Linked DNA regions of Mus musculus: regions 1, 2, 3 and 4 are each linked to region 5. Evidence: chromatin contacts called from public Hi-C, HiChIP or PLAC-seq and promoter capture Hi-C data. All regions are on one chromosome and are shown on one strand. The core of a region is the stretch at or near the end of the contact, and the rest is flanking DNA. Distances in the headings are between cores, read along the strand shown. Region 1 holds the start of Atp6v1e1 (ATPase, H+ transporting, lysosomal V1 subunit E1). Region 2 holds the start of Ccdc77 (coiled-coil domain containing 77). Region 3 holds the start of Pex26 (peroxisomal biogenesis factor 26). Region 4 holds the start of Tuba8 (tubulin, alpha 8). Region 5 holds the start of M6pr (mannose-6-phosphate receptor, cation dependent).

Evidence for each region. Promoter capture Hi-C pulls out the DNA fragments that hold promoters and counts their contacts. Hi-C and Micro-C count contacts between places; a contact is called where the count stands out from the background. HiChIP or PLAC-seq counts read pairs in DNA pulled down with a chosen protein or histone mark.
Region 1: a contact with region 5 is called in a Hi-C map of pro-B cells, with 4 times the contacts expected there. The contact joins the promoter of Atp6v1e1 here to the promoter of M6pr in region 5. A contact is called at or near these places in 1 of 39 promoter capture datasets (embryonic stem cells), 1 of 484 Hi-C or Micro-C datasets (pro-B cells) and 2 of 9 other capture datasets (adipose tissue and liver).
Region 2: a contact with region 5 is called in a promoter capture Hi-C map of pre-B cells, with 4 times the contacts expected there. The contact joins the promoter of Ccdc77 here to the promoter of M6pr in region 5. A contact is called at or near these places in 1 of 39 promoter capture datasets (pre-B cells) and 1 of 9 other capture datasets (adipose tissue).
Region 3: a promoter capture Hi-C map of 3T3-L1-derived adipocytes shows a contact between it and region 5, with 8 times the contacts expected there. The contact joins the promoter of Pex26 here to the promoter of M6pr in region 5. A contact is called at or near these places in 8 of 39 promoter capture datasets (the 3T3-L1 cell line, 3T3-L1-derived adipocytes, the C10 cell line and 5 more), 16 of 484 Hi-C or Micro-C datasets (the AML12 cell line, B cells, CD4 T cells and 11 more), 13 of 115 datasets of contacts at active chromatin or transcription factors (astrocytes, bone marrow-derived dendritic cells, embryonic forebrain and 8 more) and 3 of 9 other capture datasets (adipose tissue, embryonic stem cells and liver).
Region 4: a contact with region 5 is called in an H3K4me3 HiChIP or PLAC-seq map of forebrain, with 6 times the contacts expected there. The contact joins the promoter of Tuba8 here to the promoter of M6pr in region 5. A contact is called at or near these places in 4 of 39 promoter capture datasets (embryonic stem cells, frontonasal cranial neural crest, hippocampal neurons and 1 more) and 5 of 115 datasets of contacts at active chromatin or transcription factors (differentiating embryonic stem cells, embryonic midbrain, embryonic stem cells and 2 more).

What each region holds. Positions count from the first base shown.
Region 1 is chr6:120,821,230-120,823,977 of GRCm38.p6, forward strand. Atp6v1e1 (ATPase, H+ transporting, lysosomal V1 subunit E1) reads right to left here and starts at 1,469. Exons shown (of 9, transcript NM_007510.3): 1 at 1,359-1,469. The coding sequence starts at 1,391. Gm38889 (a long non-coding RNA gene) reads right to left here. Exons shown (of 3, transcript XR_869411.3): 3 at 2,579-2,687.
Region 2 is chr6:120,356,040-120,358,739 of GRCm38.p6, forward strand. It overlaps Ccdc77 (coiled-coil domain containing 77), which reads right to left and starts at 1,328. Exons shown (of 12, transcript NM_001381936.1): 1 at 1,288-1,328.
Region 3 is chr6:121,182,249-121,184,948 of GRCm38.p6, forward strand. Pex26 (peroxisomal biogenesis factor 26) reads left to right here and starts at 1,419. Exons shown (of 5, transcript NM_028730.6): 1 at 1,419-2,234. The coding sequence starts at 2,017.
Region 4 is chr6:121,209,404-121,212,103 of GRCm38.p6, forward strand. Tuba8 (tubulin, alpha 8) reads left to right here and starts at 1,331. Exons shown (of 5, transcript NM_017379.2): 1 at 1,331-1,433. The coding sequence starts at 1,431.
Region 5 is chr6:122,307,270-122,309,969 of GRCm38.p6, forward strand. M6pr (mannose-6-phosphate receptor, cation dependent) reads left to right here and starts at 1,451. Exons shown (of 7, transcript NM_010749.7): 1 at 1,451-1,897.

The DNA of each region.
Region 1 (2,748 bases), core at 219-2,718, 1.5 Mb before region 5:
CTACTTCTGAACCATCTAGGACTACACACAACTACAATTATAATAGTCCTAATATTTAAAAACTTCAATGTACATTTAATATTTTAAATAAATTTCCCCAAAAATGATTATATGCACTTAAAAAATACAACCTTATGCAGGTTATGTACAAAACACTGGGCATCTCGGCACTCAAGAGAAATGGCGTAAGGAGCAAGAGAGCACTGGGTCGTAGTGGTGTTTGTAATCCCAGCACTCGGGAGGCAGAGGAAGGAGGATCTCGTTGAGTCAGAAGCCAGCCTACTCTACAGAACAAGTTCTAGAGTTACATAGAGAAACACTGTCTTGGAAAAACAAAACCAAACAAACAAAAGGGGGGGGGGGGCTCAGTGGTTACCATTAAGAGCACTGGCTGACCTTCCAAAGGGCCCAGGGTTCAATTCCAGGCATCCACATGGCAGCTCACATTTAATTGTAACTCTTGCTCCAGAGGATCTGACACCCTCAACTCAGACATACAAGCAAGTCAAATCACCAATGTATATTAGAGATCGAGAAAGAAATAGAAAGAGAGAGAAAATCAAGAGGCCAAGCCCATTCTCAGTTAAAACGATTGTACACCAGCCTGGGCTTCAGGAGACCCTGACCTGAACTCATGATTTAAGTACTATTTTCCATAAACTCTAACTCATTTCTGTGGCTTGTGAGTGCAATCAGAAGAGGCTTTCTCGGGTTGGAGAGATGGCTCAGCGGTTAAGAGCACTGACTGCTCTTCCAGAGGTCCTGAGTTCAATTCCTCTTCTGGTGTGTGTCTGAAGACAGTGTACTCATATAAATAAAAATAAATAAGTAAATAAATAAGTAAAATAAAAAGGCTTTCTCATTCGACAAATATTAATGTGCACCTTAGGTTCATGATTACGTCTGGAGATGAATAACCCCGATTTAAATAACGAAGATCCTCAAAACGAAACGCAAGCTGCTCTTTCCCCTCAGTCTCTTTCCTGTACTATAGTGAAATAGCGCTTCAGGGAAAACAAAAACAAAATACTTTTAACCTCTGCACAAAACTCTTCCGGATTAAGCGTGGAAACGCCAGAAAAAGGGGGGCTGGCGAGATGGGAGGCAGTCAGCTGCGGGCTCTGTGACAGGCAAGTGGAAGCAGGAGACCAGCAGTCACGTGAGATGCGGTGCAAGGCCCTCTCACTCCCCTGGGTCTGCGAACCATCCCGGCACACACTACCCGCGCCCGAGTGTCGGCGGTCCGCCAGGCTCGCCCGATGAACGCAGGCCACCCGAAGACCCTGCTCTGCAAAGCAAACGTCAACACTGTCCTCCGGACGGCACTGCGGCTGCGCTACACCCAACCTGGCCCTCACCTGCTTCTGTACATCTGCATCGCTGAGCGCCATGGCGAAGGCAAAGTCCGGCCAGGGGACAGCTTCGAATCTGGGTTCAAAGTGGCGGCGGAGCAAACCTGAGACGAAAACCCTGGGAGGTCCAGCTTCCTTTACTTTATAAACCCCGCTTCCGGTTCCGGCTTGGTGACCAAGGGGCCGTAGCCTTCTCAACCAATAGATCGAGAACTGTGCCCGCGGAAGTTCTGCCTTGGCTCCGCCCTTTCCCAGGCGCATGCGCAGAGCGACTCTTTTTTTTTTTTTTTTTTTAAACTGACTCGTGACTGCTTGGCAAGGACAAAATACTTCAGAGACTTGAGAGAGCTTTAGGGATTCCCTCCCTCCTTCCCTCCCTCCCTCCTTTTCTCTTCCTTCCTTCCTTCCTTCCTTCCTTCCTTCCTTCCTTCCTTCCTTCCTTTGTTTCTTTTCTTCCTTCCTTTTTTTTTTTTTCTCTTTTTCGAGACAGGATTTCTCTGTGTAGATGTGGCCGTCTTGAAACTGACTTCATAGACCAGCTGCCTTGAACTCACAGACATCCTCCTGCCTCTGCCTCCCGAGTGCTGGGATTAAAGATGTGCTCCACCACCACCCGACTAGGGATTTTTGTATCAGACTTTAATCAGAATTATTTATACTTCTTCAGCGGTTGTTTTAGTAAAACAGTTGAGTTGTTTGTTTGTTTACAAACAAAAGGTTTGAACTCCTGAGTTTCCTGCCTCCATCTGCTAAGTGTTAAGATTATGGACAAGGGACCGGAGAGATGGCTCAGTGGTTAAGAGCACTGCCTGTAACCACAAAGTAGCTCACATCCCTCCTTAATGGTATCCCACGCATGCCCTCTCCTGGTCTGTCTGAAGACAACGACAGTGTATTCACATAAAATAAATAAATAAACCTTAAAAAAAAAAAGATTACAGACACGTACCAGGTTAAGACCCCGGTAAACAGTTTACATAATTTACTCAGCACTCAAAACCAAAAATAAAATGTAATAAAATAAAATAAATAAATAAAAGCATTGCGTGGGAGGCATGCCTTTAATCCCAGCCCTTAGGAGGTAGAGACAGGTGGATCTCTTTGTTAGAGGCCAGAGTCTACAGGGTGAGTAAACCAGGCTTGGTTAACAGTGAGTTCCAGGATAGCCAGGGCTACATAGAGAAACTTTGTCTCAAATAAACACATAAAGATCTACTCACTGCTTGTGACATAGCTCAGTTGACAGAATGCTTGCATAACACATGCAAAGTGTTGGTCTATCCATGAGCTGGTGTGCGGCGAGGCATTCTTGCAATCCCCACATTCAGATGGCCCCTGGAAAATCATAAGTTCCACATCAAGCCTGGAAATTTGAGTCCTGCCTGGACTAGAGATT
Region 2 (2,700 bases), core at 78-2,577, 2.0 Mb before region 5:
TCTATTTTAGAGCCTAACCTCTCTTCCCTGACTTATTTTTATCTCTTTCCCCAGATATACCCTGTTTTTATAAAATGTTTTTTTTGTTTGTTTTTTTGGACAGGATCTCACTACGGCTGGCTTGGAACTATGTAAACCAGGCTGGTCTAAAACTTACAGAGATTGCCTGCCTCTGGCTCCCGAGCACTGGGATTAAAAGCTTATACACCACGCCAGAGGCACATAATGTTCTTGGTTCTATGCCTTTGCTCATGAGCTTCCTGGCAGTTCAATTATAACTCCTTCCACAACTCTAGTAAATTCACTTAATCAAGTGTATTCTGCATGTAAAATTCATCTTAAATACTATTTCTTCCATCTCTTTCTTGAGTTTTTCCATTCAAGACGATCTAGAAAGCCAATTGTAGTGGCATCTGTCATTAAAAGCTAGCACTGGGAAGATCACCCAACATTGAGGGCAGCCTAGGGTACAGAGTTGAATTCCAGGCAAGCCCGGAACAGAGCAAGGTCTTGTCTCAAATAAACAACAGAAAAACCATAAACTGATTGTGTACTTGTACTCCCAACACTCAGAAGACCGAGACAAGAGTATAATGCCAAGAGTTTGAGACCAGTCTGGTACATATAGTGAACTGCAAGCCCACGTGGGCTGCAGAGTAAGATTCCCGAATCAAAAAACAAAAACGAATAATTAAAAAAATTTAAAAGCTTTTTTTCCCCCCTCACTGATAAATGCCTGTATTTGCAGTTTTACTATGATAACCTATCTTCCAGGCAGACAGAAGCCATCTTAATCCTACCTTGCAAGGCAGGAATGCCTCTATTTATATAAAAGGTGATGGGTTTCTGTTTTGTAGGTGTAAGAGATCGAATTGAGGGCACAGGCGTGCTAAGCAAACACTCTACATATTGGCCACAACCCCGTCCCTAAAAAGTCGTATTTACCCGCATAACCACTTTCTGAAGTATTTTTATTATCCCTTATTTTTCAAACGAGGAAATCGAAGCTTAAGCAAGTGGGAGGAAGACGGAGACGGAACTCCGTCCATCTCAGGACGTCTGGATCCTGTTCTCTGGCAAGTTCATACAGTTCTTGAGCAGATCTTTGCTCAGTCATTCTTAAAGCTCTCCGCGTCCCGGAAACTTCTCTTTTTACAGACAATCTTTCCTTGACTGGCCCTAGGTTTAGTCTCCTGTAGCTCCCTTCCGCACTGATTACTAAGGCTTTTATCCCACCATATTTACTCCCCAAAAAACTTTCACCCTTTCCCTGAAATCCACACTCACCAAGTGCTAACCCCTGGCGTCCAACAACGCAACCGAAAAACAACTCAAATCAGCGAGCATCTACAAAATCCTACCAATCGCTCACGAGCTCAGGCGGCCTTTTAGGTTGCACACCAATAGGACGGTTGTTCACCCAGCAGTACTTCCCATCTTGCCTTGCGCCTCACCGGCAGAGGTTCCTGGGAAGTGTAGTTTCTCTTCTGCACACAGCATTGCGCAAAGACAGAATGCGTGTGGAGGGGGGAGGTAAGTATCCCTTGGCTGTTAGAACTCGTTTTGACAACTCAGTCTAAACTCACTTAACTATTTTCCTTTAATGAAACCTGTTGCATAAATGACATACATAATCACGAGAACTCCTCGGAGAGTTTAGTACACATTATCATTTGTTTCGAGTGAGCCTTTAGTTTGTTTCAAGTGAGCCTAAGAAACGTTCTACAAATCCTACGGAGTTGTAAAAGCCTGTAATCCCAATTCCTGAGAAGGGACATAAAAAGGATCAGGAGTTTGAGGGGAGGGGAGGGGAGGGGAGGGGAGGGGAGGGGAGGGGAGGGGAGGGGAGGGGAGGAGAGGAGAGGAGAGGAGAGGAGGAGACAGAGTTTTCTATGCCTTAGCTTAGATGTAATTAAAGAGGGATGGTTGTGAGCCACCATATGGGTGTGAGGAACCAAACCAGGACTCACTATGTATCCAGTTTAGCTTGGATCTTGCTGTGTAGAAGCCTCAGAGATCCTCCTGCATCTACCCTCAAATTCTGGGACTCAGGCATAAGCCCAGTGTATGGGAGGCAGGGGCAGCCAGCTGGGTCTACACAGCAAGTTCTAGGGCAGAACTACACCCTTAAACAAACAACAAACAAAACAAACACACAGAGAGGTATTATAGCTCATCACCTCTGACTCCAAACACATTTTAATGGCTCTTTGCTTGTTTGCTCAGTCATTGGATTCACCCTGCGACTGAACTAAGGCTTCAGGAATCATGGTCCTGCCGGGCGTGGTGGCACATGCCTTTAATCCCAGCACTCGGGAGGCAGAGGCAGGCCTCAGATTTCTGAGTTCGAGGCCAGCCTGGTCTACAAAGTGAGTTCCAGGATAGCCAGGGCTATACAGAGAAACCCTGTCTCAACAAAACAAAACAAAACAAAACAAAACAAAACAAAACAAAACCAAAAAAGGAATCATGGTTACTTAATGGTAAACAAGTATTCTACCACTGAACTATACTTCTCACCCAAGCCTGACTCCAAGAATTTCCCAGGGACTAACCAAAATAGAATAACAAAGAAGGAAAAACTATAAACTTTCTCTTTATCCTTTCCTATGACATGAATAGGAAAACCAATGATATTTGAAATATCATATTGAAAAAATTGTGTACACTTATCAGTGAGCCACTGAAGTTGACATAGGC
Region 3 (2,700 bases), core at 169-2,668, 1.1 Mb before region 5:
TATCCAGTAAAATACTGTAAGAAAGTATGCAAGACCCTCCACAATATTGCAGGGACAAATCTGGGGCATTCTAGCTATGGGAATGCCAAGGTTCCAGGAGGCTAAGTTTCCTTGAAACTCTTTGCCTTGTGACTGCTTCCAGGCTTTTAGGCCTGCCAAGCCAGTCACTACTGGAGTGGACATAGCACTGGATCCCCTGGATCTAGAGTTACAGATAGTTGTGAGCTGCTATGTGGGTGTTGGGAATTGAACCCAGGTACTTGGCAAAAACAAATGCTCTTAGCTGCTGAGCCATCTCTCTAGTCCCCAGTGGGGGGGAGAGGGGGAATTAAACAGTATATATATTTTTAAACAAGTGACATCCTGGCCCTTTCACCTTACACAGTCACAGGCTTTAGCAGACTTGACATTTCTGTCTCAGCTGTGTGAGGACCTTCTGCAGAGATTTAAAGACTGCCATGTCCTGTCGGTGTTAGTGATAAAAGAAAGGCATATATGATGTGAGCAGGTCTTAGCCTAGCACCTCGCTGTCTTATCCAGTCACTAAGGAGCAAGGGATTCTAGGAAAACTTGGGAGAGAGTTCAGAAGGTAGAGAACTGGACGAAGTAAAACCATGAAGACTGAGTATAAATGTGGAAGAGATAGGAAATCCTGCCTGAAGCACAGATAATTGGTGATTTATGAGTCTGTGTAAAATTATATAATAGGAAGTCAGGTGTGGTATTGCACTCCTTTAATTCCCGGCACTAGGGAGGCAGAGGCATAGTTCAAGGCCAGCCTGGTCTACAGAGTGAGTTCCAGGAAAGCCAGGGCTACACAGAGAAGCCCTGTGAAACACAAACAATATAAATAAACACATAAAAATACATATTTAAATGTATTTACTTTTTGTATATTATAAAGCATCAGTTCTTACATTGGTTCAGTACTGTTTTGAAGAATTGCATGACATGTGCATGGCTTTGTTTTTATGACATCCTTATTTATATAAACAATGCAGGATCCAGGAGTTTATGTAACTCACTTGTGTGTTGATGGTTCACCTACCTAATACAAAGCACAGATCAGATCTACCTCTGCCCTGACACTCCTTTCAGCCAAAAAAAGTGCTTTCTTTGGTTTGACAATGTTTTTGTGACTTATTTGTCGTGTGACCTATGTCACCTGTAAATAGAGTAATAGTCCTTAACTCATAGAGATGAAGAAATAACAGACAGAAAGCGCCTTTCCATTCTGCCACACTTTATAGCAGCATCGAACCCAGGAAGAGGAAATAGCCAGCTCCATAGTTTTCTTTTTCTTTTTTCCCTAAGCTTCCAGCAGACCCTTCTCAACGGACTCCTTCAGAGGTTAATAATAAAGGTGCAGGTAGCTCCACCTCCTAACTGGAATTTCTTCCGTTCGTCCTCTTCCGGTTAGCGAAGGAAGGATCACATTTCTCAGGACAAAGGCATTTCACTAATGGTTTAGCTTCCTCATCTTTTCCACCCCAAAGCTGGCGACCCAGTGCGTTCTCTCTGGAAGATGGCAGTCTCTGGGCGCGAGAGGTTCCCCGAAGCTTCACAGACCCAAGAGCCCAGGACTACAACTCCCAGAATCCTTCGCTCCAGCGTGCGCGTGCGTCGTAGTGGCTAAGAGGGGTGGAGAGGAGGTGTCCACCGTCGTGGGTTCCCCGTGCAGGTCTTCTGTTGTCGCGCTCTCTACTCTGGGAGTTTCGGTGCTTTTAGCACCGGTCCAGGGACAGGAGGAACTAGTGCTGGGCCTTCGGCAGCACTAGTCTTGAACAGACAGTCTTGAACAGGCCAGTGCCCCAAGGGTTAGGCTGTCAGTGAGCGCAGGCTGTGCCCGGGTCCAGCTCCTTCCTGGTCCTTCCTTAGGAACAGACCTGGAGAGGCGCGGAGGGGAAGAGTGCGAGGCTTGCGGGACATCTACCAGGCCCAGTCCGAATTTCCAGGAAGCTCCCGAGAAGCTGTCCTCCTGACGTGTGAGGAGACCTGGTCGAACCCAGGCTGGCTATGAAGAGCGACGCCTCGACGTCTGCAGCCCCTTTGAAAGGGCTCGTGGGCCCTCTGCGGAGCAGCGAGCCCGCGCTCGCCCTCCCCGCTGTGTCCCCCGCGGTGCACCTGCTGGAAGAGGCGTCCGACCTGTTGGTGGTGCACCTGGACTTCCATGCCGCACTAGAGACTTGCGAACGAGCCTGGCAGAGCCTGGCGGAGGAGCCCGTGAGTGGCACGTACGTGCTGAGCTATGTTCCGTTCTGGATCCTTTTGGGGAGGAACTCGGGTCTCTGAATATCTGGCATTGTGAGACTGCGCCAACCACACACCTTGCTTTCCCTAAGGGATCCTCTTTGAGAGAGGCTGGTTGCTCATCCTGCACCCGTGAGACTGTACAATGAAGTCAAATCATGCAACAATTTGGAGGGACGCCACAGTCAATTCTTGGCTCACCTTTTCAGTGCAGGACAGGGTAGATGTCTTTTAAGTGTTCAGTCGTGAGGAGGTTCAGTAAGCAGGTAGCAGCCTTCTTTGGGAACACACCTCCTATTTAACCTAGCCTTGGCAGGTTATAGAAAATGGGGGGTAGAGCGGGGTGTCAAGGCAAGAAGCACACTGTTCTGGTCCTGTTGCAGGACTGAGTGAATTATCTTTAGATTGCTCTGTCTAATGCATTGGCCTCCTCTGACAGCTGGAGGGCAC
Region 4 (2,700 bases), core at 81-2,580, 1.1 Mb before region 5:
CCGTGTATCAGTGGGAAGTGTTTTCAGTACTTTCTCACATGCAAAGATGATTAAAACATGTATCCTCTCCTCAAGAAACTCATAGACAAATACATGAAAGGTGAGCCAACAGAATAAACTACTACCTAGATAAGTTTTACTCTGCTGCTTCCTGAGCACAGAAGCAAAGGTGTGTCTTCATCTATGTTTGGAAACAGAGCCAACATCTGGCCACAGCAGCTCCACCTACATCTTGAAGAACTCTTAACTTCCCACAGTGACTTGTGTGGTGGGAAGTTGCCAGAGAAAAGAGGGAGGGAAGAAAAGCTGGGTTATATCTCTTAAGTATGAAGTGGCCCTTGATAGGGAATTCCATGTCGCAGTTCAGGTGTAAGAACCATCCAACCCCAACCGACTTGGAGACAAAGGGACTTGTGGAGCCTGTTAGTAATGTGGGCAACTAGAGAGGCTCTTAAGCTGAGCATGGTAGCACACACTTTGGAAGCAGAGGCAGGTGGGTGGAGCTCTGTGAGTTCCAGGCCAGCTTGGTTTACAAAGCAAGTTCCAGGACAGCCAGGGTTACAGGCTAGGTGAGCCCCTATCCTCACCCAACTAGATGGAGGGTGAAGAAATCCTTTGCTCTTCAGTGTCATCTGTGGCCACTAAGAGGAGGTCCTAACAGGGCAGAGGCAGTGAGAACCCTGATGTTCTGGGGTACATGCAAAGTGACACATTTGGGGATTACGTAGGAAAGGCTCTTGTAGGAGTGGGTCAGGAGGAGAGACTTGAGAATCATGGAGATATTCTGAGAGTATTTAAAATAGTGCTGAATCCCTGAATCTACTATGGAGGGCTTGCAGCAGATGCAGATGCAGATGCAGAGGCATACCATCTTCTGACTTCTCCAGTAACCAGGCAGGCAGTGGTGGAAGCAGAAGCGTGGGCTCTGACCACGGGCTGGTCTGATCCTGCAGGCTCTCCTGGACTGAGGTGACCGGCTAACAGATTAGTGTCTTCCCACCACACCAGCCAGTGTTGGCAGCAGGACGACTATGAACATTTGGGGGGAGAAACAAGCATTTGTTTTGGAGTATTTTTCCACTGCTTTCCAGTGGCCTCGGAGTGGATGCGGGGTTTGTATGCACACGTGTGTTGCGGTCACAGGACTGCTTCCTGGACTGCAAGGCTCAGGAGCTCAGTGGCAGCTCCGGGCATGAGAAGCAGCCAGGCTGGACTAGGGAGCCTCTGGTGGGAGGGGAGGTGCCATTGTGACCTACCCAGGTCCCTCCCCTCCGCGGGCACTGTGATGCTGCAGGGCAACTGCTGGCCCAGCATGTCTGTCTCAGGCCCCCTCCCTCGCAGTGTGTCACAACCGCGGAGGCGGCCGTATCTGGAGCAGTTGGGGTGGGCAGGCCCAGCTGGGAGGCGAGCGGGCGAAGAGAGCGGCCACGATGGTGAGACTTCCCCGCCCGGGCTGGCCCCGGACGCGCGCAGGTGCCGGGGAGAGAGCTGCGGGGCCACGGGGTAGCTGTGGGGTGGCTTTGGATCTACTGGGCTCCAAGTCTCCTGGAGGGTCTGTGGGTCAGTTCAGGGTCAAGGGTCTTGTTTCCCAGGGGTGAGAATATTTTGTAGAGAATGTAGAGAGCAGGGGCTATTGGATCCTTAAAGGGACCTAAGACCGATCTGCGCTCGCTAAAGAGAGGAGGGCGAACCTGGAGAGCTCGGTGGAGAGATACGTTAGAATCTGGGGGAGTAGCCACTCGTGGACCAGAGTGAGAAGAAATGGGATGCCGAGGGATTCTGGACAGGTGGTCTGGACCTGGGTGGCCTGGGGGAGTAGTCTCCAAACCTAATCAAAAGTGGCACGTTCCCGGGGTCATTCTCCACCCTCATCACCCGGCCATCGGCTATCGGCTTGGGTTTAGGGCAACTTCAATTCGAGCTGGGTGTTATGGACCCAAGACGTTTCCCAGGTGCCTGTCACCAGTGCTGGCTCCTCGGCCATCGGCTTGGGTTTGGGGCACCCTCAGTTTCAGCTGGGTCCAAACCAGCTTCGCAAGCGCCTGGCGCTGGAGCAGGCTCCTCACCTTTCCCGGCGGTCAAAGTCAAAAAGACTTTGGGACTCAGAAGTTTGGGACCCAGATACCAGGGGACCTAAGCCGTTTCATTTTATTTTCTATTCTGGCTTCCAGGCAGCAACTCTTCTTCATTAGTTGCTGTCTCCACTAGCGGCTGCTACCTTCACAGCCCCTCAGAGCGAGCTTTACAGCATCTCTGCCAAAGCCCCTGGGAAGCTCCCCTGCGGGGGACTAACGTTGGCCTCAATCATTGCTCTCCCGCCCCCCTCCCCCCACGCCAGGAAGCCCTGGTGTGTCCGCAGTGAAGTGGGACAGAAAGGTTAGAGTGGAGAGGGGTGGGCAGAATAAGAGTATCTCACAGGCCAAGGTCAGGTTCTCTGAGCCACTTGCTCTGGTGTCAGTGACAGAACAGCCAGGCCAGAACCTTCCTTCTCTCCTCCCCACCTCTTTTCTCCCTCCCCCATCCCCTCCGCCCTCCTTTTCCCCTCCTCCTGCCACCCCTCCTCCTCCCCTCTGGCTGTTCATTTGGGAGATTGCCCAAGACTTTCTGGCGCTGGCTCTCCTGTCAGCCCTACCTCTAAGCCTATCCTATCACTCGCCAAGCATGCTTCCAGACACACCTGGGATCTTGAAGAATTTGACA
Region 5 (2,700 bases), core at 201-2,700:
CTCAGAATTCCAAATACCACCACAGAAACTATCAAACATATTTGCCTTGTGCTCTAGCAGGGACTAGCAAAAACCACGTCCCCTGTCAGAGCACAAGGCAAATATCATAGCCAGCTGTTGTGGACAATCTGAAGCAGCCCCAAATCCCACACCTGGGATCAAAATGGAAATATGTTCTTAAAATTGTTTTCTGTGTTAAAGAAGCCAAAATTCCAAAATTCTCACTACAGACCATCACAGAAAACCATGACAGGACACGGTGCAGAGATCAGCAGGTGGTGAGGGGCCTAGCCACAGTGGCTACCTCTACATCACAGCTCCTGCATCTATGACTCAGGACACATAAAAAAAGAGGGGGGCTGGAAAAACCGTAAGAGCTGCAATACCAGGATGTCTGGTGTGAAACAGTCTCATAGAAATGGTGGCAAAAACAAGATCTAAACAATGGCGATATCAATATGCTAACAGAGAAGTGAGGCTATGCCATACAAAGTGATCATCCTTGAAATCATGTACATACAAACATAAACAGATTCAGCAGGTTGTAGTGTATCTATGCAAATATTTGTAACTATAACAATTAAAGAAGATGAGACCATCAGTCTGAGTGGGGGACATGGGGAGAGCTGGGTGAAGGGGCCTTCGAAAGAAATGGAAGAAGGAAAAAGTCAGAAGAAGGGGAAGTAATTATACTTTAATTAAAATGTATTAAAACTTTTAAGTTAACTTTTTTAAAAAGTATAGGACACTACGGTGTTAGCAGTTTAAGCACAGTTCTACCTCTGACATGAATCCCTATCTAAGCAGAGTGAGGGAGGTGCATGCAAAAGCACGTGAGAGTAAAAGGGGCATGAGCAGCTAAAGCCAAAAGAAACTTCAGAGGAAGAAATGAGTAACCTGGAGAGCGAATCCAGGAAGCCGCAATTGTTTCAAACCAAGCTCTAAGAACAACTAGGGCTTGAGAAGTGGATAATAAATCCAAGGAGTCTTCAAATGACCTTACCAAAGGCACAAAGACACGGGTCCCCCCAAACTGAAGTACAGGCTAGAGGGCCGGCACACATAGGGCAGGCGCCTTTGATATATGCCTTTGACAGTATGCTTATCTAGCAAGATGCCACAATAGGAAAATTCATTGCCCAGGTAACAGTAACAATAGTTATGTCCCGAAAGAATTAGAAAATTCTGAACAAAGAAAATCAAGACAGGCAGGACCTATAACATTCCACTGTCTGGGTAGCAGAGTCAACTGCAAACCAGAAGCGAGCCCAGCCGACTGATGGCTAAACAGCGCCTCACAGAGGCCACCAAGGTAGCAGAAGAGTCCTAGAAACTACAACTCCCAGAGAGCTTCGGGCGAGGGAACTACAACTCCCAGCAAGCCCAAGGAGCGACACTCTTTGTAGTTCCACAGATCGCCCTCACGTACTGTCTTCAGACCTATTGGGACACCTGGCGCATGACCCCGCGTGGATGAGGAGCGCCCGCCCAGAGTCCCTGGAGGCGGAGCTCGAACCTCATTGGTAGAAAGGCGACCCGAAAAGAAGAAACTGATCTTGACAATCTCCGAGTGATTGGAGTTGATGGGACCGGGGAACAGCGAACTAGGCTGCTGACCAATCAGCGTCCAAAAGAGAGACCAGGGAACCAAGGTTCTGCGGTCACACGCCGCGGAGTCTAGTGGGAGGAGCAGTTGCTCAGCAGGCTCTCGCTGCTTCCTGTTTCCGGCTTCTGGAGCGGGGCGCATTGAGGCGCCTAGGGAAGCGCTGGCTTCAGAGAGGAATCGAGGGACTGGGGTCTGCGCCCCCGCACCCCTGATCTCCGGACGCGTCTTCCAACCTCAGAGACACATTCTTGGGGGCTTCTGAGCCGCGGTTGCTCTGTTTTCCCGTGACACGTGAGTGTTGGGGGCGTGGAGGAAGCGGGCTGGGGTCCTCGCACACCTCTGTACTGAAGGAGGTGCGGACCAGGACTCTCGCTTGGCCGTGGTTCTGGCTGGAGATCCTGCTAGGGAGCCCTAGGGAGGACTTGAGGCAAAAGGCATGAGAACGGAGAACGCCAGACTTCTAGGAGTGAGGAAGAGGAGTTCCAAGATCAGAGAGGGATTTGAGATGTTTTGAAGGTTGGAAAAGGAAAGTGCTCATGTGTGAAGTGTTAACTGGATTCTTGTAGAGAGAATTTTGACCTGTATCGTGGGAGTAAAGTGGCGTCATGGCGTCATTTGGGGGTAAGGTATGACTTTGAGTAGATAGAAGGCGAGAATTTCCAGACTCCTGGAAGAAGTTCGAGGAAGGTCTGTTAGCATGGTGTGGAAAAGAGTGACAAGAGTGTCTTGTGTTTCTGTGGAGACTTTGAAGCACAGAACTACCTCCTTGGGGCACTTTAAACATTGGGCCTTTCTGCCAGTTGAGACTGATCTTAAACGTGTTGGCTGCAATGAACCAGGAGGAAGAAAATAAAGCCCTCCATTAGAAAATGGAAAACGGCCATGAGTGGAAAAATGCGTGCAGGGCTGAATGAGGTCAGCAGTTTCCCAACCCCTAACTTAGTCACTCGGCGTCCTATAGAGAATGTTTCAGCATTGCCACTAGATCTGTCTCTATAGAATAAGAAAGGGGAATTCTCAAGAGCCTAAGATCCTGTTTTACAGCGTCTGAGAGTTATAAGTGCTTGCACTCTGGGGATCTCTTTGGACCATGC